Linked DNA regions of Mus musculus: all the other regions are linked to region 3. A link is a contact called in public Hi-C data. All regions are on one chromosome and are shown on one strand. The core of a region is the stretch at or near the end of the contact, and the rest is flanking DNA. Distances in the headings are between cores, read along the strand shown.

Evidence for each region. Hi-C and Micro-C count contacts between places; a contact is called where the count stands out from the background.
Region 1: a Hi-C map of cerebellum shows a contact between it and region 3, with 3 times the contacts expected there. The contact joins the enhancer-like site here to the promoter of Reln in region 3. A contact is called at or near these places in 6 of 39 promoter capture datasets (cranial neural crest, embryonic stem cells, liver and 1 more), 1 of 15 datasets of contacts at CTCF or cohesin (the G1E-ER4 cell line), 10 of 484 Hi-C or Micro-C datasets (brain, cerebellar granule neurons, cerebellum and 3 more), 2 of 115 datasets of contacts at active chromatin or transcription factors (embryonic forebrain and fetal liver) and 1 of 9 other capture datasets (adipose tissue).
Region 2: a contact with region 3 is called in a Hi-C map of cerebellum, with 2.3 times the contacts expected there. The contact joins the enhancer-like site here to the promoter of Reln in region 3. A contact is called at or near these places in 14 of 39 promoter capture datasets (3T3-L1-derived adipocytes, the HPC-7 cell line, cranial neural crest and 8 more), 2 of 484 Hi-C or Micro-C datasets (cerebellum and nephron progenitors) and 2 of 115 datasets of contacts at active chromatin or transcription factors (forebrain and stem cell-derived neural progenitor cells).
Region 4: a Hi-C map of nephron progenitors shows a contact between it and region 3, with 2.3 times the contacts expected there. The contact joins the enhancer-like site here to the promoter of Reln in region 3. A contact is called at or near these places in 8 of 39 promoter capture datasets (the 3T3-L1 cell line, cranial neural crest, embryonic stem cells and 3 more), 2 of 484 Hi-C or Micro-C datasets (embryonic stem cells and nephron progenitors) and 3 of 115 datasets of contacts at active chromatin or transcription factors (embryonic forebrain, neural progenitor cells and neural tube).
Region 5: a contact with region 3 is called in a Hi-C map of cerebellum, with 2.6 times the contacts expected there. The contact joins the enhancer-like site here to the promoter of Reln in region 3. A contact is called at or near these places in 10 of 39 promoter capture datasets (3T3-L1-derived adipocytes, the HPC-7 cell line, cranial neural crest and 7 more), 4 of 484 Hi-C or Micro-C datasets (brain, cerebellar granule neurons, cerebellum and 1 more) and 2 of 115 datasets of contacts at active chromatin or transcription factors (SST interneurons and forebrain).

What each region holds. Positions count from the first base shown.
Region 1 is chr5:22,483,423-22,488,122 of GRCm38.p6, reverse strand. Orc5 (origin recognition complex, subunit 5) reads left to right here. Exons shown (of 14, transcript NM_011959.3): 14 at 906-1,643. The coding sequence ends at 951. Among named protein-coding and RNA genes, the nearest start is that of Gm22887, 49 kb to the left of the region's middle. Within about 2 kb of position 1,337, at least 30 of the 459 cell types and tissues checked have an H3K27ac peak or open chromatin away from gene starts, as enhancers often do. A contact at or near this core is called in the G1E-ER4 cell line, adipose tissue, cerebellar granule neurons and 2 more, where this site is marked.
Region 2 is chr5:22,119,151-22,123,626 of GRCm38.p6, reverse strand. All of the region lies in intron 8 of Reln (reelin), which reads left to right. Among named protein-coding and RNA genes, the nearest start is that of Reln, 220 kb to the left of the region's middle. Within about 2 kb of position 3,001, at least 11 of the 459 cell types and tissues checked have an H3K27ac peak or open chromatin away from gene starts, as enhancers often do. A contact at or near this core is called in cerebellum, where this site is marked.
Region 3 is chr5:22,342,542-22,347,197 of GRCm38.p6, reverse strand. Reln (reelin) reads left to right here and starts at 2,493. Exons shown (of 65, transcript NM_011261.2): 1 at 2,493-3,018. The coding sequence starts at 2,790.
Region 4 is chr5:22,162,635-22,167,304 of GRCm38.p6, reverse strand. The region is part of intron 4 of Reln (reelin); the gene reads left to right. Among named protein-coding and RNA genes, the nearest start is that of Reln, 180 kb to the left of the region's middle. Within about 2 kb of position 2,829, at least 22 of the 459 cell types and tissues checked have an H3K27ac peak or open chromatin away from gene starts, as enhancers often do. A contact at or near this core is called in nephron progenitors, neural progenitor cells and neural tube, where this site is marked.
Region 5 is chr5:22,090,488-22,095,011 of GRCm38.p6, reverse strand. All of the region lies in intron 10 of Reln (reelin), which reads left to right. Among named protein-coding and RNA genes, the nearest start is that of Slc26a5, 230 kb to the right of the region's middle. Within about 2 kb of position 1,716, at least 14 of the 459 cell types and tissues checked have an H3K27ac peak or open chromatin away from gene starts, as enhancers often do. A contact at or near this core is called in cerebellar granule neurons and cerebellum, where this site is marked.

The DNA of each region.
Region 1 (4,700 bases), core at 88-2,587, 140 kb before region 3:
AAATGGAGCTATTTTTAAATGTGTTTCAAAATCTTTATAATTCCCTAGCCATATATTTAAAAAATATTTGGCTTGTCAGTCATTTGTGTAGAAACTTTTTTAGAAAGTATATAACAAAATGATAGACAAAAAGAATACTAATGATCGTTTAATAAGTAAGAATGTGCAATTAGTGACTTGAAAAGGCTGTTCTCAAGCGGATGATTATTCTTGCAGAACTGAATACTTAGGGCTTTAATTTTATACTTATTGCTAGATCATTATATCTAATTATTTTGAACATTTATTCAAATAATAAACCTCCAAGTCTGAATATTTATAGTGAAGAATGAGTTTGGAGAAAGGAAAATAATTATATGTCTCTTCCTCTGTTATTTTATAATGCCTGCCATCAGAGTATAAAAATATACATCTACATCGTCTGTTGTACCATATTCTTGGATCATACAGATTTAGTTGAAATGCGCATACAGGTCAGCCGCTGCTAAAAGACTGAAGATAATGAAAGCTACAAATGAGGACAGATGAGCTGTGCATGATGTGGTGATAAAACAGGTGTTTGGGAAGATAAACAATGTTCTGAAGCAAACAAGATTTAAATACTTCTGCATCTCTAATTACTTCATCCTGATTATTAGGCAGAAAGCAAGTAGTTTTCAAATAAAGTCTAAACTTTGTACCGTATAGTTCACACACAAAGTGTTGAGAGGCTCTGACTTTGTGTTTGTCTTAAGTACTTTATGAATGGCTCAAAACGGTTTAAAAGTTGTGTTTGTAAGTTACATTTAAAACAAAATGAGTTCTAGTGCATCTGACAGCATTGTCCAGTTGTAGTTTGCTTTGCAGTCATTCAGAGCTGAGCAGTCGAGACGGGAGGCTAACATGCTATCTGTTTTTGTTTCTAGGATGGTGAACTTTGACATAATAAAATACTTGTATGATTTCTTGTGAAAACAAGCCTCAAAGCCATATGGACACTGTGACAATGACTAAGCCAAGCTGTGTTCATCCAAATACTCAGCTGGCCGGGGAAAGGAGTTCTTTGGCTGGATTGGATTTGTCCAAACAGGTGCTGGCCCAGCATGGAATCCGATGAAAACCCTCTGATTGGTCTGGGTAGCTGTGAGCAGAAGACGGTTTACCAGGGGCCCAGGAGTATTTGGAAGCAACGTGTTAATTATAAACAGCAGGGTTTGAGCACAATCTGTTCTACTCTTAATGATGTTATCTTAACACTGAAATTGCCTGAAACCCATTTACTTAGGACTGTGTTTTGCTCTATGAACTATCCCCTGCGCTTTGAACGTGCCAGCAGCCCTTGTTTATTTGCCCAGCCTTTTCACTTCCTCTCCACAGGAGTCTCTGCTGGCTCTTGCCAAAGCAGATTTCCTAAGGCCACTATTTTAAAAGATCATAGTTGCTAAAGTATGTGCTGTGTATGTTTATCTTCTTACCTAGTTTTCTCAAAACCTGGCAGCTTGTTCATTGTGCACACAGCAGCTTCATGTCTAACTCTGCTTGCTAACCTGACAGTACTGGTCACTCCCAGTTCACCAACGTATTGTGTTCCTTCCTTCCATTTTTCTTTTGAGTTGATGAATTTTGAGAGCGCCACAATAAAATTCTTCCTCTTACATTAGCTGTGTTCTTTGGTTCTGACCACCTTACTTGTTCATATTTTCTAAATAGTTTCCTGTTACCACTGAATACTTGAAAACTGAATGGGTTTAAAGAGTTTAATTATAATTTAGTTTAAATTTTGGAGATATTTTACTCTTTCATTCCATTTTATGAAGAAAAATTCTCACAGTCAGCATTCCTAGGTACGAAGTCTTTTCATGTGGTGATTTTCTGACCCTTTCTTCTTCAAAAATAACAAGTTAATTTCTGTCTCTTAATTTGAGGTAAGGAATACAAAGAGGAATAAAATTGTGTTTTGTCTCCTGAGTAAAATGGGAACTTTACAGTCAGGAGGCCAGCACCACAGCCAGTGAGCATGTTTCTTCCTGCCCTTCACAGCATGTTTGGTGAAGACAGTGCCCAGGAAGAGCTGAGCACAGGACAGAATCACACTTGGGTTTCCACATGCAGAGCTCTGTGGAGAGGAGACAGGCCTGTAGGTTGCCGTTGGGAGCAGTGCCTCCTGGGATATGAGATTTTGGCTCCTACTGTTTTGCTACACAGGTGCTGAGTCATGGTTCAGGCTGAAGTGTGAGGTAGAAACTGACACCAGAAATTGGCAGCTGAGAAACTGAAGATAGGAAGAGAAGGGGGCAGAGTTTCTAGTGTCCACACCATTGCTCCTCAGGGCAGCTGGTTACCTGCCTCCTGTATAGCACATTTTCTGTCCTGAACCATATCACACCATATTACTAGCCCTGGAAATAGCTTCCCTCAACAATACTCTAATTACATTTTCCCTGCCCTATGTGGGCCTTCAGAAGTTTGCTGTTTTGTAATTTACTTTCTAATAGCTTTGCTAAATGACTCAGTAATATGATCAATTTATTTAAATGAAGACTAATAGAGCTTAATATACATATTAGCATTTTAACAAGGGTCATCTGCAAATTAAATCTTCTCTTTAGAAGACATATTTCTCCAATTAGAGGAAGAAATCTAACACTGAGAATCATGCTAGCTGGTAAGGCAGCTATCTCTGTTAAGGGGGCAGCTTATACTTTGTACTCTACCTTGATCTGAAAGAAGTGGAGGTGGGAATGGTGACTGTGGGCTTTTAGGTTTTCTTATGTAAATCTTCCACTTTACACATTTCTTAATTTACCAAGAGCCAGACCACACAGCTAAAGGCCACCCTCCTCTCTTCCTTCCTTGTCATTTCAACCCATGACCAGCCTTCATAAATGAGGGCATTCTTTTTCAACAACTCTGGAAAGGCCAGTGGCATACCAAGCCACACTGCAATAAACCTGAAAGTCATAGAAGGACCAAGTCTCCATAAGGCAGCAGGTAGGACTTGCTCCGAAGACATGGAGTCAGGCAACTGTGAGTGGGGGTCGGGGAGAACAGCCAAATCACTGTTCTTTGTGGCCCTAACCACATTATTTAACCTTTTTGCACCTCTTAGTTTTTCATTGCTGTGCTTGGGATAAGTGTCACAGCTTTCATTAAAAGCTTAGTCACCAGCCTGGAGCACTATTGCAAGGTAGTGGGACCTGTAACCTCCAGCAGAGTGGGAAGAAGTTAGGTCACTGGAAGTGTGGCCTTGAAGGTGACGCTGGGACTGTGCTGCCTTCTCTGTCTTTGCATCTTGGTTGTCATGAATGAGCAGCTTCCTTCAGCACAAATGCCCTTCTGTAGTATGATGCTCAGCCACAAATTCCCCAAACAGTTAGGCTAATGGCTTGAACTCTGAGCCCAGACTCTCAAAGTAAGCTACAATAAGCCTGTTTTCTTTTCATTGGTCCATTCAAGGTATTTAGTTCTAGTAATGCAAAGCTGACTGGAGAATATAGTTAGTTCATGGAGTTGGTTAACATAATTAACTGCTATCTAAAGCAGTTCCCCCCCCCCCACAAGTGGGGCAGATTTGCCTGCCAGGAAATATTTAGCATTTTCTCTAGATAGTTTGTCTAGTTGGATCGCTTGTAGGGAGCAGAGAGGCTAGGGATGTTGCTAAATAGAATAAAATATACATTCTATATCAGAATTAGTCACCAAATAGTAGTTGAGAGAAAGCCCCAACTAGATATCTCTCGACACCAAATGAAACCTCCAGTACTAGGAAGGGGCTACAACTAACCAAGTTGTTGACCAAAGAGACCTCATGGAAACCTCTAAACAACTAGGCTATTGCCAGCACCATTGGTTATTTCCACAAGCTGATGGTAAGGCTGTATTCCTGAACTTCCAAACAGAGAAGTATAGCTGTTGTCTACCTAAGGCCCTTCTCTCTACTGACTAGTATTCATGGTATTAGAGGGTATCTTGCATGCTACCAGAGGAAAAATGTAAACACTAACCCAGCTACAAACCTTTTGTCTACAGTGGTGTCCTGCCTTCAGTATACACTGGTACAATAGTGTCACAAAGCTTATGGGAGTGACCACTCTGACTGCATTTAATTGACCATGAGATGGAACACATTGCCTGACACTGCTTGTGTAAAACAGATAGGCCATGGGTGTAGGGGAAAACCAAATACTATTGTTCTGTTAAAGGAATGTAGCAATGAGTTTTAAAGACATCCTGCCATAATCAGGTCAGTGGCTTGCACACCTGTGATTAGAGAAGCTTCCTTCCCCCTGCAATAGATGAGAAGAAACACAGCCACAGCGGAGAAGAAGAGACCTTCAAACACTTGGTCCTAAATGGTTGTCTTCATCAAATCCTCTCTTCAGGGCTTAGGGAACTCTGTAGAAGAGATGGGAAGATTGTAAAAGCCAATTGGGATGGAAGACACCAAGGAAACAAGGCCTTCTAGATACAACAGGATTGATGTATATATGCAGTCACAGAGACTGTGGCAGCATGCATGTAGCCTTAACAGATGGGGTTCCAGCACTGTGAGGGGAAGCAGACACAAGCCCCCATACCTAACCCAGAGACTATCTCCAATTAATAGTCACTCACAAAAGAAAAATTATTTTTCTCCAATGAAATCTTATTGAGTATACAAAACACACTTACGGGCAGACTCCAGCCCAGCAGTTAGAAGTACGATATAAAACAAAATCAGT
Region 2 (4,476 bases), core at 1,752-4,251, 220 kb after region 3:
CCACCAACAGATTGGGAAAGGATCTTTACCTATCCTAAATCAGATAGGGGACTAATATCCAACATATATATAAAGAACTCAAGAAGGTGGACTCCAGAAAATCAAATAACCCCATTTAAAAAATGGGGCTCAGAGCTAAACAAAGAATTCTCACCTGAGGAATACCAAATGGCTGAGAAGCAGCTGAAAAAATGTTCAGCATCCTTAATTATCAGGGAAATGCAAATCAAAACAACCCTGAAATTCCACCTCCTACCAGCCAGAATGGCTAAGATCAAAAATTCAGGTGACAGCAGATGCTGGCAAGGATGTGGAGAAAGAGGAACACTCCTCCATTGCTAGTGGGATTGCAAGCTTGTACAACCACTCTGGAAATCAGTCTGGCGGTTCCTCAGAAAATTGGACGTAGTACTACCGGAGGATCCCGCAATACCTCTCCTGGGCATATATCCAGAAGATGTTCCAACTGGTAAGAAGGACACATGCTCCACTATGTTCATAGCAGCCTTACCTATAATAGCCAGAAGCTGGAAAGAACCCAGATGCCCCTCAACAGAGGAATAGATACAGAAAATGTGGTACATTTACCCAATGGAGTACTACTCAGCTATTAAAAAGAATGAATTTATGAAATTCCTAAGCAAATGGATGGACCTGGAGGACAACATCCTGAGTGAGGTAACCCAATCACAAAGGAACTCACATGATATGTGCTCACTGATAAGTGGATATTAGCCCAGAAACATAGAATACCCAAGATACAAGATACAATTTGCAAAACACATGAAACCCAGCTCTTTCTTTAGATGAATGGAAATCACTCACCAAATGAAGATTGAAGGTAACATAGTGTGGGCTGTGGAGGTGGTGGCTCAGTGGGTAAACCCTTTGTGATTTGGTCCTTACATCAGAACTCTCATTTAAAACGCAGAACAGGCAGCCACTTACAATCCCAGCACTCAGAAGGCAGAGATAAGAGATCATTCCCCATGGTTAGCTGGCTAGGCCACCTAGACCAGCAGGAACTGGCATACTCTGCATTCAGGAAGAGATCATGCCTCCCATGCCTCCATAAATACAGTGGAAAGCAAGCAAAGAGGACACCAGCATGAACTTCAGTCCTCCATGTGCACATTCATCTACATGTGCATAAACACACACACACACACACACACACACACACACACACACACAAAAGCAGACAAACAGAAACAGATGGTATAGCTTGAGTAGATCTGACTTAGTATTGTGTCGTTCTTAGCTCCAAAGCCAGGGATACACAAATAGAGATTTCCTGCCAGAGTGACAGGTAATGAGTCCAGTGGCATCAAGATATGTGTTAAGCTGGTGTGATGCAGACTTTCACGACACAAGTGGTTTTCAGAGAGACGATCTGAGGATGTCAATGAATGGAGATGATCTAGAAGAAAACTAGGAATTACCAATAAAAATGGCATCTACTGGGTCAGGGTTAGGGTTAGGAGTAGGCAGAAATATACTCATGTGCTCAACAGGATGGAGTTATTGAACTCATTTAGAATCTGTGGTTTGTTGGAAATTCATTAAATTACTTACCTTTTTAAATTTGACTTTATTGATGATAAATGTCTGGGGATCTTGTTTTTGTTTTTTGTATTGGATGGTTGTGTGTCTGGAGGCCATTGTGTTTTATATTGGGGAGTTGTATATATGTGCTGTTATATTGGGAGGTTGTGAGTGTGTGAGTGTGTTTTATGTTAGAGGAATGTGAGTCTGTGTTTGTATTGCTTTTGGTTTGATTTAATAGTGTCAAAACATGGGGAATATCATCAGATCATAAATGCTTTATATTTAGATACTAGTATGTGGAAGAACTCAGGCCTGAGTTGCTTTCTGTACAACACATAGCAAAGTACCTTTGACATAAACAAGAGCTGCCTACTTTCTATGGCCATACTTTGAAAACTAGCAACCAGAACAATCCAACCTTTGAGGTGCTCCTAGCTCAACAGAAAGCTATGAAAAAAAGAAGAGAAATGTGGCTTCATATTTTTATTAAATAAAGAAATAAAATGCCACGTGTGTGAGAGATTACAGTTTGTATGGCGCAGGGAAGCTGTTCATTTCCCCCCTGAGCCCAATTCATAAACATCTTAATTACGCAGGACCTGATTCAGTAGGTAGATTTCCTCGGTTCTTTTAGAGCAGGGAATTGAGAGGGAGGAGCTGAGTCTTGGGTGCCTCTGTGTGAATTACTGCTCCTTTCCCGCACGAACTTACTGAAGTTATGTACTGTAGCTTAAATTAGAGTCTGTGCTTTGCCGGCTCTGCTCTCCGTGTGAAGTAAGACCTTGGAGAGGTGATTACCAAATAGGAAAACCTTGTCTGGAGCACGGTGATCTGTGTCCCAATAAAATCTCTCGGAAGCTGAGCTCAAAACAAATGTAAATAAAAGTTGGAATTTGGGGAATGTGTAATAGCAGAATTAATTTACTGCTTATGCTTTCTGAAGTTGAAGTTCAATACATGTTTTTATTATAAAATTCTCAGGTATAATATACATTAAAAATAATTTTATGACTTGATTTTTATACCTCTAAGGATATATGTTAACACATACAAATCTAAATATGTACATATAGAATACTTCTGTAGTACCTTAATTTAATGAATAACTGTGTGGAGCTGATTTTGGCCCTGGAAAGCCTGCTCTTTCATCACAGGAGTGGCCTGTGCTTTCGTATGGCAGATATAGCATAAAAGATGAGTTTAAATTAAATAAGTACAGAAAGATGAACGTCATCTAAATTCAAGTAAAGATTATGTCTTTTCTCCTGAAGAATTCACTTTGTCATTGATCTGATGGTCCTTACATAATAGACCTCAGCAGTTCATTCCTAGCCACGCCCTGCTATTGTTTACCACGCCCTGCTATTGTTTACCACGCCCTGCTAGTGTTTACCATGCCCTGCTAGTGTTTACCAGGGGGTTTCCTCATAGAGTGGGAGGTTGGTCATCAGTACTGACAGTGTCTCGCCAGCACTCTTTGTTGCTTAGATGATCACCAGGGACTGGCAGTGTCCATCTCTCTGTGTAAATGGGAACTAGATGCCCGGGAACTAGATTGAGCTTAACTCATAGCTGAGGAATGTGACTGAGTGGTGCGTCCATCATACATAGGATCCCACCCATTCTGCTGGCTGTGCCAGTGGAATAGGCTGAGGGAAATGAAGGGACAGTTCAGATCTTAATGGGAACCAGCGATCTCCCGTCCCCTGTTGATTAACCAAGGGACTTGATAGACAACCCTTCTATCACAGAGAAGCTCTTTGGGAAGTTTTCTATAACGGTGTACTGTACCCGTAATCACTTGAGAAAAACAAAATTTATGATGTGCCCCAGATTTTTTTTTAAATTATCAAATCAAATATATGTATCAGAAGATTAAATGCTACCCCTTAAATGATTACCAAATACTTTGGGCAAGAGGAGTTTCTTTGTGAAAACAAAGCAAGTTGGATGGTGCACAGCAACGATGTTTACATGACTCAGAGCAGAAGAAACTAAAAATGCATCCTAGCAGAGCATCCAGGAGAGAGGGAGGTCCAGGGAGGGAGACTGACAGAAGCAAGAGTGGCACCAGAGCTTAGTGCCAGCACCACCCTTAAAAGGCTTTTACCTTGCAGGCCATTCAGAGAGCTGAGACCAAGATCAAAGCCAAAAAAAAAAAAAAAAAAAGGCTGATGATATTCAAGGCAAGGCACATATCTGATCCCCCCAGAGTAAAGATTGGTACTTTGGGGGCAGGCACTTGAGCACTGAGGCATTGATTATACTGGTCCAGGGAAAAGAAGAAATTTGCAAACCTGATGTATTTTGCATTTCTTGTCCATGAGTTTCCTTATCACAGTCTCTGGCAAAAATCTCTTTTCCCCCATGGAGGGGAATTGGGAAAAAGTTGCTACTTGGAAAGGCTTGGGGGAGGTCACAGCATTTGTGACATATACAAATTGCAAATGAATCAATGTGCCTCTTCCTATGAGAGGTGGGGTGGTTACAATGAAGAAAATAGGGATAGGGCTGAAAGAGAGACAGGCACCAAAGGGGAGAACAGCTGTTCATTTCCTACCCTGTGGTCACTGTCCATCTGCTGTAAGCTGGAAGAGGTCCCCTAGCGAGGTTCTAACCAGGAAGGGGAATGAGATATGAATAGGTCAGACACCATCACATTTCTGTGCAATGAGCACAGATCCTGCTCCCTGACAGACTCAACCCCAAGCAGAAGTCATTGCTCCATGGTGTCTTCATTTTAAGAATAAACAGATACCAAACAGAAAATGAACCACTTGCTCTTAAAATATGGTTAAAAAAAATTTAAAAACAAAAACAAAAAAACATGGTTTTAATACCTACAGAATACTTCTGAGGGGTCATTAATTTGAATATTCTATTTTGTCTACTCTAACCCTTAATATCAGTTTGAGTAAATTCTTAAAA
Region 3 (4,656 bases), core at 1,244-3,743:
CTTTATTAAGTCAGCTTCTTGTAGATTGTTAGAGTCAGCGCCTTCCTCACTTAAGCCAATGCTGCCCTCTTTTTTCCAAGACTATGTATCAATTTTGTAACTATAATTGATCATAGTAATAGATATCTGTCTCTCCCACTGAAAGGGAACATCCACAGGGCAGGAACTGCTTTTTCCCTGAGCTTAACAAAGGGTTTTGCATACCATAGTTGTTCAATTAGCATGTGGTGAACTAAAGAATGAGCTAGAAACTGTGCTATAAATTAAATACTTTATTGTATATGTATGTATTTAAAAGCTGGCGAGAAGCCACAAACCTAACTTTTGGCATTTTCCTCACATCATCTCTGGCCCGAGTTTCCCCATCACCAGGTGTTCCGAATCTGTTGCTTCAGCCCCCAGCATCCTTCCTGTTTTTCCGCTGCCTTTCCTGAGCCTTGCATGTTCAAGCACAGTGCTGCTTCAGGGCCTTTGGACTCTGGTTTCCTGGCCGCAGTGTTCTTCCCACATGCCCACATGTTCACAGGGTCTTCTACACTGAAAAGTCCCAGCTCTCCCTGCACTCTGTCAGGGAAGCTTTTCCTGACGTCTCGGTGGAGGGCACGCTCTTTGCCCTGTAAATCATATATTTCTGTTTTGCTTTTGCCTAACATTTACCTCCATTGGAAGTAATTTTCTCCTACTGTTTGAATTTACCCTCTCCCAGCACTAGATTCTGAGTTCCATGTGGTCCAGCACATGTCGGCTACAGCTCAGAGCATGGCATCCAGCCATTTGGTGTATAGGAGGTAGTTGGCAAATGTAACTGAATGGCTAGACCTCACATTGGCCTTTTCTCTTCTGTATATGACAGTGCTGTAAGTCTGCATTGATTCAATACCTGCTAGCCATATGTAGCTGTGGGTTATTTTAAAATGTGGTTAATGTGACTGAAGAATTTGAATTTGAATGTAAACAGCTGCTCTGGCCAAGCTTTATCATAATGGCTGCTGCAGCTAAACCGAAGCTAATCTAGGCTGGAGGAGGAGGCAGGTGTCTCCTGGGCCTGCCCAAAGTAGGTGGTCCGGTCGTGCTGGTTTCCTCCCGAGCTCGAGCTCGGGCTGTAGACAGTGGCAGGCCAGGCATCTTTAGAGTCAGCCTTCGTCTTACTTGGGGCAAGCTATTCTGATTTCTCCCCTGTGAAATGGGGGAAGTTTTGCTTCTTCCGGTGGTGGTGTTAGGATTACATTAGGCTAATGATCTACAAGCCTGTGCAGCCTGCATGGCACTTTGCTCTAGTGTAATATTAGTCGCGTGTATGAATATGTGTGCTGTTGAACTTTGGGAGGATTGGAAGTAATGGAGACCAACAGGCAGTTAGGTCCTTCCTATCTGCTGAAACTGTGAATGTGGCAGAAAAAAAAAAATCTTTTGCAATGAAATTACCACAGAGGTCTCCCTTTGGATCTTGCCTTCTGACGCCCTTCTCCCAAACTCAGGCAAAGACTACCATTTCTGACATTACAGTTTCCTGGTTTCTTTACAAGCAAGGCTTATTTTGGCTTGGTGCTGAGCCTGGAGAAATGCATTAAAACCTGGCAGCTCTGTTCTCCCGTCTCTGGGTGCCTCGGGGCTCCTGCCAGCGGTGCTCGGTTAAAAAACGTGCTTCTGGATGGTTTCACTTGCCCGCAGTCCTGCGTGAGATAGCTCATTAACGCCGGTTTCATTGCTGCTGCCAGCCACTCCTCTGCATGCCTTCCCCTCCCCCACCCCAGTGACAGTGGTCATGCATGACATGTAGAAGTAATAAACTCGGACCTAAAATTTACTACCCCCATCTCCGTCCGAGGAATCCCCTAGCAACGCGTAAATACAGAGTCCGGCGAAGCTCGCCTGTCGGGTCCCCTCACCACAATCCCCACGGCCGAGAAGCCCGACGATCTGGCCCCGCACCACTCCAGGTGGCAATCGCACCGTCACCCAATCTCCCTTTCAGCCTGGCTGCCACTGAAGACCCGGGCCGGGGCAGCGACGGGGCCGCGAGGCCTGACTGGAAAGGGCTCGCGCGCGCGGGGCACCGTCGCGGTTGGGGCCACTGACGGGAGGGTCCCCAGGACAAGCGCTGGCCGTGGGGACTGGGGGGCGGCGGGCCCCGAGGGGCGAGGGTTGCAGCCGGCGTAGACAAAGAACAGCGCGGTCCCCGCCGCCCTCGGCTTCCCCGCGCGTCCTCGCAGAACGGGCAGCCGTGAGCCCGGGGCTCCGGTTCCCCGGGGCAGCCCGTCGGTCTCTGGCCGCTCTCGTTCGCGCAGCGGCCGAGCAGCCCTGCCCTTCCGGGCGGAGCGGGCCGTGGGCGGGAGGCGCGCGTGTGCTCCGGGCACAGCCCGAGGTGCGGGCAAGCCCGAGGGGGCGGGGACGGGCGCGGGGGCGGGGGCGCGGCTGGGACACGTGTGGCGGCGGCGGGGGAGGGGGCGGCGCCCGGGGCTTTAAGAAGGTGCGGAGGGGGCGGGCACTTTCCCAAGCCCGGCCGAGGGGCGTCGCGTGCACACCGGCGGCGGCGGCGCTCGGAGGCGGACGACGCGCTCTCGGCGCCCGCGGCCCCGGTTCCCCCCGCGCTCTCGCTCCGGCGGCCCAAAGTAACTTCGGGAGCCTCGGTCTCCCGCTAACTTCCCCCCGCGGGCTCGGTTGCCCGGACCCGCTCGGCTCGAGCCCGCCGCCGGCTCGCCTTCCCCGCACGCGGCTCCTCCGTGCCGGTGCCTCCGAAAGTGGATGAGAGAGCGCGCGGGGCGCGCGGCGGCACGGAGCGCGGCGGCATGGAGCGCGGCTGCTGGGCGCCGCGGGCTCTCGTCCTGGCCGTGCTGCTGCTGCTGGCGACGCTGAGGGCGCGCGCGGCCACCGGCTACTACCCGCGCTTCTCGCCTTTCTTTTTCCTGTGCACCCACCACGGGGAGCTGGAAGGGGATGGGGAGCAGGGCGAGGTGCTCATTTCCCTGCACATTGCGGGCAACCCCACCTACTACGTACCGGGACAGGAATACCATGGTAGGTACCACCACGGCATCCCTACGGCGCCACGGTGGCCCGCGAGCGCATCTTTCCATCCTTTTCCTTCTTCCCAGGGGCCAGCCGGCCGGAGACCGGGACAACCTCCTACCTCAGCGGGGTGCGCTGCCTGGGGAGAGAGAACAAAGTTAGTGGAGAATGGAGTCCTGAGTTGGGATTTCAACTGTCCCCTAACACATAAACTGGTGCTTATGTGACAGGCCACACAAGCTTTTGGTACTGCTGTCCCCCACCCCTTCACTCCCTGCAGCTGCCGAACCTGCGCATCGTGTTTTCCTAACCCCAGTACTTAGATACCAGACTTTTGTCCTGTTCTGGGTCCTCCTTGGTGGGTCCCCAGGTGGCGCTGGGGTTGTCACTGGGTTTTGCCGGCCAGCTGCCGACAGATTGGAGCACTTTGGTCGGTGGCTGCCCATGCCGGCGGCCAGTTAAAAGTTCCCGCTGCTCTGCAGCCAGGAGTCCCTAGTGATCTGTCCTCAAGAAACAGAGCGGCTGTTTCCAACCCTTTATTCTTTTAAAGAGTCGTTTAAAATATCAGTGATTGATGATTTCTGTCATCCCCTTCATACTTTTAGCTTGGTGCTTGCTGTTGTTAGCATTGTCTGGGCGATGCTTACTAATCACTTGTATCTGCACAGCTTTAAGTCCCTGGCAGGACCTACAAGCTTCTCCCCACAAAGGCGATCCCTCTCCTAAGGGATCAGTATGCAATCCTTCATCGAGGTGAAACATTACTGCAAAGTTGAATTTTAGCAACAAGAAGAGTAATTTAATGTAGTATGCAGTCCTTCATCGAGGTTAAAACATTACTCAAAAATAAAAATTAGCTACAAGAAGAGCAATTTAGTGTAGTCCATATACTTTTAATCAAGTGAAATATGTGGGAGATAAACCATGTGTACTTTCTGTCTTCATTCTGGGACTTCTTAATGATAGGAAATGTTAAATTGGAAAATTTCCATAAAATATTTATACCCAATGACATAAACTATCATTGAGTGAACTCATGCCATCCCAAGGGTGCTGTCTGTAATAGGCTACAGGTGTTGACAGAGCAGAAGGTGGCTGGCATTTCACATAGATTTGGGAGTGAAAATTTTGTAAAAATGCTAAAGAGTTTTCTGTTTCAGTAAAACCTTCCTACCCACCTCCAAATGGCTTTGGCTGAGTCTGTTCATCCTAGATATTTACACCAGTGGCTTTAACAACTTCCTCAGAGGGGTGGCAGCCTTGTTCCTGCAATTTCATAATTTAATTTTAGGAAATCAATTTCTGTAACTAGTCCTTTAAATAAAAGGGTTTGCTTGTACGTGTTCCCTTCCCAACAGTTATCTGGTGCTTTTTCTGAGATCATGGAAATCTTTGCAGTGAAAGGAACGCCAGTGTGGTGACCACCCAGACCTAACCTACAGACTGACTGAGACAGTGGTCACTTGGCGTGCCCCTTAGCAGACGTGTAGCTGGTTATCTGTGAGAGCCGCTAGTCGGTGAGTGAGTGAATGCTGGTCTAAAAGGTGCTCCTGTCAAGCTGTGAGGGGTGTCTCTGATGACAGAGCCGCATCAGCCCCCACCACACAGACCCTTTGTACATCACTGCTGAAGGGAGTATCAGTGAGA
Region 4 (4,670 bases), core at 1,580-4,079, 180 kb after region 3:
TAGCTATCCTAGTTTGTTTGTTTGTTTTTTATATCAAATTGAGAATTGCTCTTCCAAGGTCTGTAAAGAATTGTGTTGAAATTTTTTATGGGAATTACATTAAATCTTTAGATTGCTTTTGGTAAAATGGCCATTTTTACTATGATAAACCTACTATTCATGAGCATGGGAGATCTTTCCATCTCCTGAGGTCTTCAATTGTTTTCTTCAGAGACTTGAAGTTCTTGTTGTACAGATTTTTCAGTTGCTTGGTTAGAGTTACGCCAAGATATTTTATATCATGAAGGGTATTGTTTTCTAATTTCTTTCATATCCTGTTTATCATTTGTATAAAGGAAGACCACTGATTTTTTTAAGTTACTTTTGTATCCAGCCACTTTGCAGAAGGAGTTATCAACTGAAGGAGTTCTCCGGTAGAACTTTGGGAGTCACTTATGTATACTATCATATACTTTAAATAGTGATACCTTGACTTCTTCCTTTCCAATCTTAATCACTTGATCTCCTTTGTTTGTCTTATTGCTTCATGTACTACATTGAAGAGACAGGGAGAGGGTGGACAGCCTCATCTCATCCCCAATTTAGTGGAAATGCTTCGAGTTTCTCAATTTAATTTGATGTTGGTTATCAGCTTGCTGTATATTGCCTTTACTATGTTTATGTATAGACCTTGTATCCTCCATCTCTCCAAGACTTTATCATGAAGGGATGTTGAATTTTGTCAAAGGTTTTCTTACAGCATCTAAGGAGACAGTCCTATGGGTTTTCCCTCTGTTTGTTTTTATATGGATTACATTGATGGATTTCCTAACCATTCCTACATCCCTGGGATGAACTCTACTCGATTGTGGTGGAGGAGGTTTTTAATGTGTTTCTAAATTCAGTTTGAGTACTTTATTGAGTATTTTGTATCAATGTTCATAAGAGATATCGGTCTAAAGTTCTCTTTATTTGCTCAGTCTTCGTGTTGTTTAGGTATCAGGGTGGCCATGGCCTTTTAGGATGAGTTTGGCAATGCTCCTTCTGTTTCTATTTTGTGGGATAGTTTGAGGACTAATATAACATTAGCTCTTCTTTGAAGATAAGGGAGAATTATGTGCTAAAACCATATCGCCGTGGCCTGTTTTGTTTGTTTGGGAGACTTAATGATTATTTCTATTTCCTTAGGGGTTATAGGATTATTTAAAGAGTTTGCCAGGTCTTTACCTAACTTTAGTAAGTGGAATTTATCAAGAAAATCATCCATTTCATTTAGATCCATTTCATTTTGTGGAGTAAAGGCTTTTGAAGTAAAACCTAGTGATTCTTTGGGTTTCCTTGGTGTCTGTTTTATGTCCCCCTTTTCATTTCTGATTTTGTTAATTTAGATCTCTGCCTTTTAGTTGGTTTGGCTAAGGGTTTGTTTATCTGGTTGATTTTCTCAAAGAACTAGCTATTGGTTTCGTTGATTCTTTATATTGTTCTCATTGTTTCTAATTATTGATTTCAGCTTTTAGTTTGATTATTTTCTGTCCTCTACTTCTCTTGTGTGTGCTGGCTTCTTTTTGTTTTAGAGATTTCAGGTGTGCTTTTAAATTGCTAGTATGAGATTGTTCCAATTTCTTTATGGAGGCCCCTAGTGCTATGAACTTTTCCTCTTAGCACTGCTTTCATTGTGACCCATAAGTTGGATTTGTTGTGCCTTCATTTTCAATGAATTCTAGAAACTCTTTAGTTCCTTTATTTTTTCCCTGAAGCAGTGGCCATTGAGTGAAGAGTTGTTCAGTTTCTATGAGTTTGCAGATGTTCTGTTGTTTTTGTTGTTGTTGAAGTCCATCTTTCATCCATGGTAGTCTGATAACATACAAGGGGTTATTTCAATTTCCTTCTATCTGTTGAGGCTTGTAGCTCACCTCTCCCTGACAGTACCCCAGGTGGACCTGGTAGTGAGGGGATCACATGCACACAATTTACATTTGGCAGGTACCATGTTGTTAGGATGAAAAGAACAACAAGCTTTTCGTTGGCACAAGAAGATCCACAAAAGTCCCATTGGTGCAAACAAGATAAGGCAGGCGGCCCAAGGAGATGTCAGCTTCCTGCAGTCAGGGAACTAACTGGTGCTACAAACCAAGGGTTTACTTTGAATCTTTCTACTTTTAATTAAAACATTATTTCCTCAAATAAAATAACATAATTTTTCTTGTAATGATTTTCTGTGTATTACATGAAAAGTACCTAATATATTTTATGAAAGAAAAAAGTAGCCTTCCCTGTGTATCATAGCACTGGGCCTTTTATTTATCGTGTATTTTAGTATGTTGGTCTTAAATTAAATTAAGCAACTCAAAACAAGGTTTGTTTTGTGGAGCATAGGAACAAGATCATTTTAAGATTATATTTCGGCTAAACATGTTGAAAAATAACTGTCAGAACACATGAGCGATGAGAGAAGACAGTGGGTCAGCAGCCTTGGTCCCCTTCCTCAGAAGACTGGCCTGCAAATCAGTCCCAGCAGTTTCCGGGCTTCTGCCCAGGCTCACAGCCATTCACTATGTGTTCCCACCTCATGCTGCCTCCTTTCAGCCACACCATGAAACCCCTGAGTGTGCCTCATTCCATAAGCCCAGTGCTACTTGCACCTAAAATATCCCCTCTTCCTTGCTCAGATCAACCTTTTGTGTCTCTTGTTCTGGCTGACTCGGGCTTTCTGATTCACATGCAAGAAAGCAAGACATTTTGGCTTGGCAGTAATAAAGTTGTGGTGTTTCTAGCTCCATCCATTGTCTGCACCGAGTGGCCTTGTCTGAAGCTGATTGTTTATGTTCCACAAGAGAACCCAGGGGCCAGCTGCCGGGCTCCACCAGCTGCTTATGTCAGGGACTGCCCCTGCCTCTCCTGAGAAGGAGGAGAGAAAGCTTGGGAGCAGTCATTCACTTTCAGGTTTCAGGCTTCACAAGTCCTTTGAAATCAGGGGTTCTGGTTGGAACTGTGCTGGTGTGACCTCCTCTTACGGAAGCTGGCAGAAGCTGTACTCAGCAGTCAGAGTGGGAAGACTCCAGCAAGCAAGGTCCACTGATGTGAGACAGTGGGTGCGAGCTGTGCAGGGTGCGAGCTGTGCAGGGTGGCGAGGGTGTGAATAATTCTTTTCTTCTTAAGCTTGCCTGGTTTGTTGTTGTTGTTGTTGTTGTTGTTTTGTTGTTGTTGTTGTTGTTGTTGTTGTTGTTGTTTTGTTTTGTTTTGTTTTGTTTTTTTAATTTTACAATGAAATTAAGTTGAGTGGCACAAATAACACAAATTCTTCCTATCCCCAAATTACAACTGTGCATTTTACCTTTTGAAGAGGGAGGGGACCTTTGCTGAGGTGGTGAACTAAATTATTTCTCAAGAGTGGAAGATAAACGCAGAGTGCCCACGTCTCCCTCATATGAGGACTCTCCTGACTCCTGATAGGATCTGTCTCTGTCCTATCCTAATTATCTGTCGAATGCTCATTCCCCCACCTGGGAGCTTTTGGAAAGAGGAATCAAGCCTTAATTTGTTTTTCTTTAACACATAATAAGCTTGAGTTAAAGCATGCACTTAATAAATGATGAAGAATCAACTTGAAGGATTTACTGTTGACAACTCACTGCCTCTCCTTTTCCCTTCCAATATTTCCCATGGGGCACAGTGGGGCAGCCTGGCTGGCACAAAACCGTGAACCCCATACTGATGTTGATTGTAAAATGTATTAAAACTCTGTGAGTTAGGACTGGGAGATGGCTTAGTCAGAAGTGTGCCTGCCATGCAAGCGAGCAGACCTAAGTTCAGATCTCCAGGACTCAGGTAACAGATGTGGCATGCATTTCACCTACAGCGCCAGGGTGGCCCAGGACAGAGAATGGGAATCCCGAGAGCTACTTGGCCCTCCAGCCTATTTGAATCACTGAGCTTCAAGTTCAGTGAGAGATCTTATCTTCAAAGACTGCTGACATTGACTTCTGGCCAGTATACCCATGTATACACATGTGCATGCACACTCACATGTTCACATGTTCAAATGCATGTGTACACACACACACACAGAGCCTCACCATACTCACAAATAGATAAATATGTACTATTTAAATACATAAATAAAACTGAAATTCTGAAAATCGTTCACAGATTTTCATTTTGATTAGTGAATAGCATTAGGTCACACATCGGTATTTTTAAATTCATCTTAAATTCTGAGGTTCTAGAAGTAGCAATAAACAATCTACAGATGGGTTCTTCTGACAGTCATGGTACAAACAGGGGGCAAAGGTGTCCTCTTCATGCTGGAGCTACTGCTGTGTGGGGTGTGGGGTGGGTGTGGGTGGAGGACGGGGGCTGTATACTCACAGTTGCTTTAAAGTGGAAGGTGCTCGTGCTCATTCAGAAGTCACCTAACAGTCCTCTCCAAGGATTACAGAGTGCTGCCTCACTGTGGGTGACAGCTTCTTTGCTAGCATAGGTCACGTGGTACGTCAATAAACAGAGCTCAGCAGTGTGGGAGGCAGGGGAAAGGCATGGCACCAGATCAGGCAGGTCTCACAGAGGAGGTGATACTGGAGTCAAAAACAAGGAAGAGCAAAGGGATTGGCATGTGCCTCTCCGAGAGACCGCCTAACATGTCACTAAGATTTTAAAGACAGAAATGGTGGTGAAGTGCTGCTTATGGTGAT
Region 5 (4,524 bases), core at 467-2,966, 250 kb after region 3:
ATCTCCCCCCAGTGAGGTTTATTTGTATAGTAATTAATATGGAATAGCATCAGTGAAATGTGGACATGAGCCAGGTCACTGGAACAACAGTGGCAATAACATAGAAACACCTAATTTTGATAAATTCGACAGAAGATAAGCATTCAGACAAATCCCCAGAGCCTCGTGTTCCTTTTGTGTTTGTCTTGTTTTGTTTGGGATTGAAACTGACAATTCTAATTGCTGATTAGGCTAACACAGTATTCAATAAGGAAATTTTATCTTTCCCCTGTATGGTAACTTCTCCATCATCTTTGTATGAGTCACAACTCCTAACAAAATAACTTGTGTGGTAGCAGGATTAAATAATTAAAGAAATGGAACAAAAATGAAGGAAAGAGTCGTATGTGTGGATTCCTAATATTGCTATCTTTAAATATATTCCCTATGGTCTCTCATCTATTCCTTATAATTACCCCCATTTCGAAGATGAGGAAGCAGGAGCTCCAACATCTCAAAAGGCTTGAAGTTGTGAAGCCAATCCTGTTTTATTATGATCTTGGCTTTTCCATGCCATGCTATGCTGTAGCCTCCTGCGTTGTGCCTGGCATCCTGTCCTTAATTTGAGAAGACAAGTACGAAAACCTAACACTGTGAAAATCAAGATCACCAAAGAGGAGGCTAACAACTGTCGGTGGAATTTCACATGGTTATCCCTCCTCTGGTTACTCCAGTTCCAATCTGTCACTATTTCCATTTCAGAGCTGATAGTATTGCGAAGTAATTATACACTTGTCACAAAGTATACCAAAAGTTGAACCTTTGTAAATCCTAGTGCAGTGTGGTTCAACTGTGAATGTTTAATGATCCCAGAAAATAATGAGAAAAAAACCCCACTCTTTAAGCTCCCTAAAATCCACACGCCAGGGTTGACTCTATTGTGTTGAGTAAAGGAAATGCTCTCCTGCACCTGGACTCTATTCACAGCCAAATTTGCAGGTTTGTAACTGGCATTCAATTACCTAGAAATCAAATGTGTGGAAAAATAATAGAAATTTATTTTGTCTCATGAGAAAAAATAATTGTTTTCTTCTTATTAGGAATTCTTTCTATTTGGGGGGATGAAGTCTGAATCTTTAAAAAAACACTGAACCCAAAGGAAGAAAATATGTGATAAAGTTATAGCATCTATGTAACAAAAGGCTTTGGAAACACAATGTGCAGGCCAGCCCGTCAGCTCCCACCACACAGCACCTCTTACTTTCATACGCAAGTTCATATGCCAGTATATTTTATTCCCAGCCAGACAGTGGCTAATTTACGGCTCTGCCAACAATGCCATTTTAATTAATTTTATTCATCTTATTTCTCTTTCCTCTGTTCCTCATATCTCATCTGTTTGCATTGCCTAGATTTTAATTAAAAATCTTCTCCTCTCTAAGGAGCAATCTGAAGTGGCAAAAATAATCACTTAAAATATTACAGTCATTAAAAAATTGGCTGTGGTGGAAGCCATGCATTTTCAATTTTCCTACAAATGATGTTTTAGCTTCCTTTTAAAGCACACTTTGTATCTGAATTGTCTGCCACCAGCCAGCTTGGCTATCAAAAATGGTCTTCCAGCTGGGTGGGCTGAGTGACAACTTCTTAATGGAGGAAATGGATGGCTCTCTGCTCATGTGGAGGGAACAACGCACCAGGCAGATTTCTTTCCATCTGCCACTGGCCCTCTACAAGCTGGCGTTGCCCCGACGCCCAGCGGACCCCTCTCAGCAAAGAGGGCATTGTCAAGAAGTGAGTTGTAAGGCTGTAGCCCCTAAAAGAATCATCAGGGTAGTCCGGCCCTAGAGAGATAATATTAAGAGTTGCTCTGGTGTTCTTTCTGAAGGCCTAATTAAACAACAGTGGAGGTGATTTAAGTACTTTTTACAAGTACAGAGGTGAAGTCATTAACCTTTCCCGCACAGTAGAGGGAGCAAGCTTAGAAAATGCTAACCTGAATTGTGGCCAAGGACATGTTATATTGAGGAATTTGCACTGATGTTTCCTGTTGATGTTTTTCTGAACGGCAATTTTTTGTCCTTTAGTTACACTGTGTTCTGCTTGTCAAATAAAGGAAATCCATTTAACAGCAAATGGAGAAATACTGTTTTATTGACTGGAAAAAAAACACATTAAAGACATGGGGATATCAAAGTTAGAGATCTGTTGTACTTAAGTATTTGTGGCTTACCAATGCCAAACTAATGAAACAAGTAATTAAAGCAATAATTGATGGCACATTGGAAGGTCTAAATCAGAAAAATAGAACTAGCCATAGACTTTATGCCTTGTGTAGCCCAAATACATGTTCAGCTACCTTATGTTTGTTTATTGAAATTGTTTAGGTTTTTAATTGTTAATTCCTACAAGTGAAGTGAGTTTGAATTGCTGTTGAACAAAAACAGCTGGGTATTAAAATTGAGAACAATTTTCTGAAACTCTTCATAGTTTCAGTAAATGCTGCACTTGAGTTTTTAGCATACTGGATTTTGGTGTCATTTAATGCAAGTTCTTCTGTTAAGAAAAATGACATTTGTCATCCCCTATCCTTGAGTTTATATCTGTTAGGAGAATATTTGGTAATTGTCCAAAATGTGGAGGGCTTTTAAACTAATTGATGATTTTATCTGCTATAATAATGTGTGAAGGTTTGCAGTATTTTTTTTATTATATTTTATTGTAAGGCCTATTCTTGTACAATTTTCTAAAGGTTTTAATTCAATCTGAGGAATTTTAATAACCATTATAGTGAGAAACAAAAACTGTATTTATTCTATTTCCCTACCAGTTACTGCTAAGACTGAAATACATTAGTGCATGTCTTTTAAGAGCACATGTTCAGAGATATTATTGATATTTGGAAATTTTAAAAGAACTGCTTTGAATCACTGAACTTCTCACAAACTATCAAGAGAGCAGGTATTATTGACTCCATTCTTTATTCATTGTGCAAAGCTGAGGTCTTCAGAGACACAGTGGCTTGTGTCAGCCCTTGGCCGTCAGGTAGAGGAAGTGTGCCTTCCAACCCCAACCTCCAGAACCCATGAGGATGCGTACAGACTGGAGCTTTCTTTCTTTATCACCTTGGTTGTTTATGGTTCCCACTAGTATGTTCTTCCAGCCTTGACTTCCTTGATCCTTCATTAATTGAGTCAGGTTGGAGGGAGAAGTTCACACAGCCCTTAAGCAAGCAGACCCAGGATTCTCTGCAGAGATGTAGAAAGAAACACATAATAAGCTCAGGAATTGTCTCCCATGGAGTCATCTAGGCTTCAGTTCTTAGTTTGGAGAGTTTCTAGGAACCCAGGTTGACTTCAAAACATTGCTTTTCAGTGGCTCAAACTCCCCTTGTAATCAATTTCAAGATCGTCAAATAAGGACACAACACTAGCCTGGTTCCCTACCCAGGACTCATATACACAAGCCTGTATATGACCAACTTCTTAGAAGGAAGGGTGCTCAGTATGTTATTGTCTCAGGTAACTTAGGAATTCACCACTTGGCATAACCATAAGGACATTGGCTCGTTTGAGAGAGTAGAGATGAGTTTACTATTTAAAGCTGGCAGGATTATTCCAAGGCCAAGACTAGAAGCTGACATACAGAGCTTTCTCCTCTGTTTGAACTGAGTTCTGGTGTTGAGTATTGTTACCTACTGAGAACTGATTGGTTACCTACTCTGTGAATTGGTTAGAAGAAAACAAAAGAGATTTGAAAACTTCATCAAAATGATACCATTCTGTCTCTCACAAAAACTTTTTGAAGACACATTAAGATCTTGGTCCGAGACCCGCTGAACTTAGGAAATTAGTCTGAACAGGTGAGAGGGTGCGCCAGAGAACCTGACAGCTTCTGGAACAGGCAGAAGCACAGAGGGGCTGAGGCAGCACCCTGTGTGGGCCGGGGACAGCCGGCCACCTTCCGGACCGGAGGACAGGTGCCCGCCCGGCTGGGGAGGCGGCCTAAGCCACAGCAGCAGCGGTCGCCATCTTGGTCCGAGACCCGCCGAACTTAGGAAATTAGTCTGAACAGGTGAGAGGGTGCGCCAGAGAACCTGACAGCTTCTGGAACAGGCAGAAGCACAGAGGCGCTGAGGCAGCACCCTGTGTGGGCCGGGGACAGCCGGCCACCTTCCGGACCGGAGGACAGGTGCCCGCCCGGCTGGGGAGGCGGCCTAAGCCACAGCAGCAGCGGTCGCCATCTTGGTCCCGGGACTCCAAGGAACTTAGGAATTTAGTCTGCTTAGGTGAGAGTCTGTACCACCTGGGAACTGCCAAAGCAACACAGTGTCTGAGAAAGGTCCTGTTTTGGGCCTTCTTCTTCGGCCAGGAGGAGGTCCAAATACAAGATATCTGCGCACCTTCCCTGTAAGAGAGCTTGCCAGCAGAGAGTGCTCTGAGCACTGAAACTCAGAGGAGAGAATCTGTCTCCCAGGTCTGCTGATAGACGGTAACAGAATCACCAGAAGAACAATCTCTAAACAGAGTCAACTGTAACTACTAA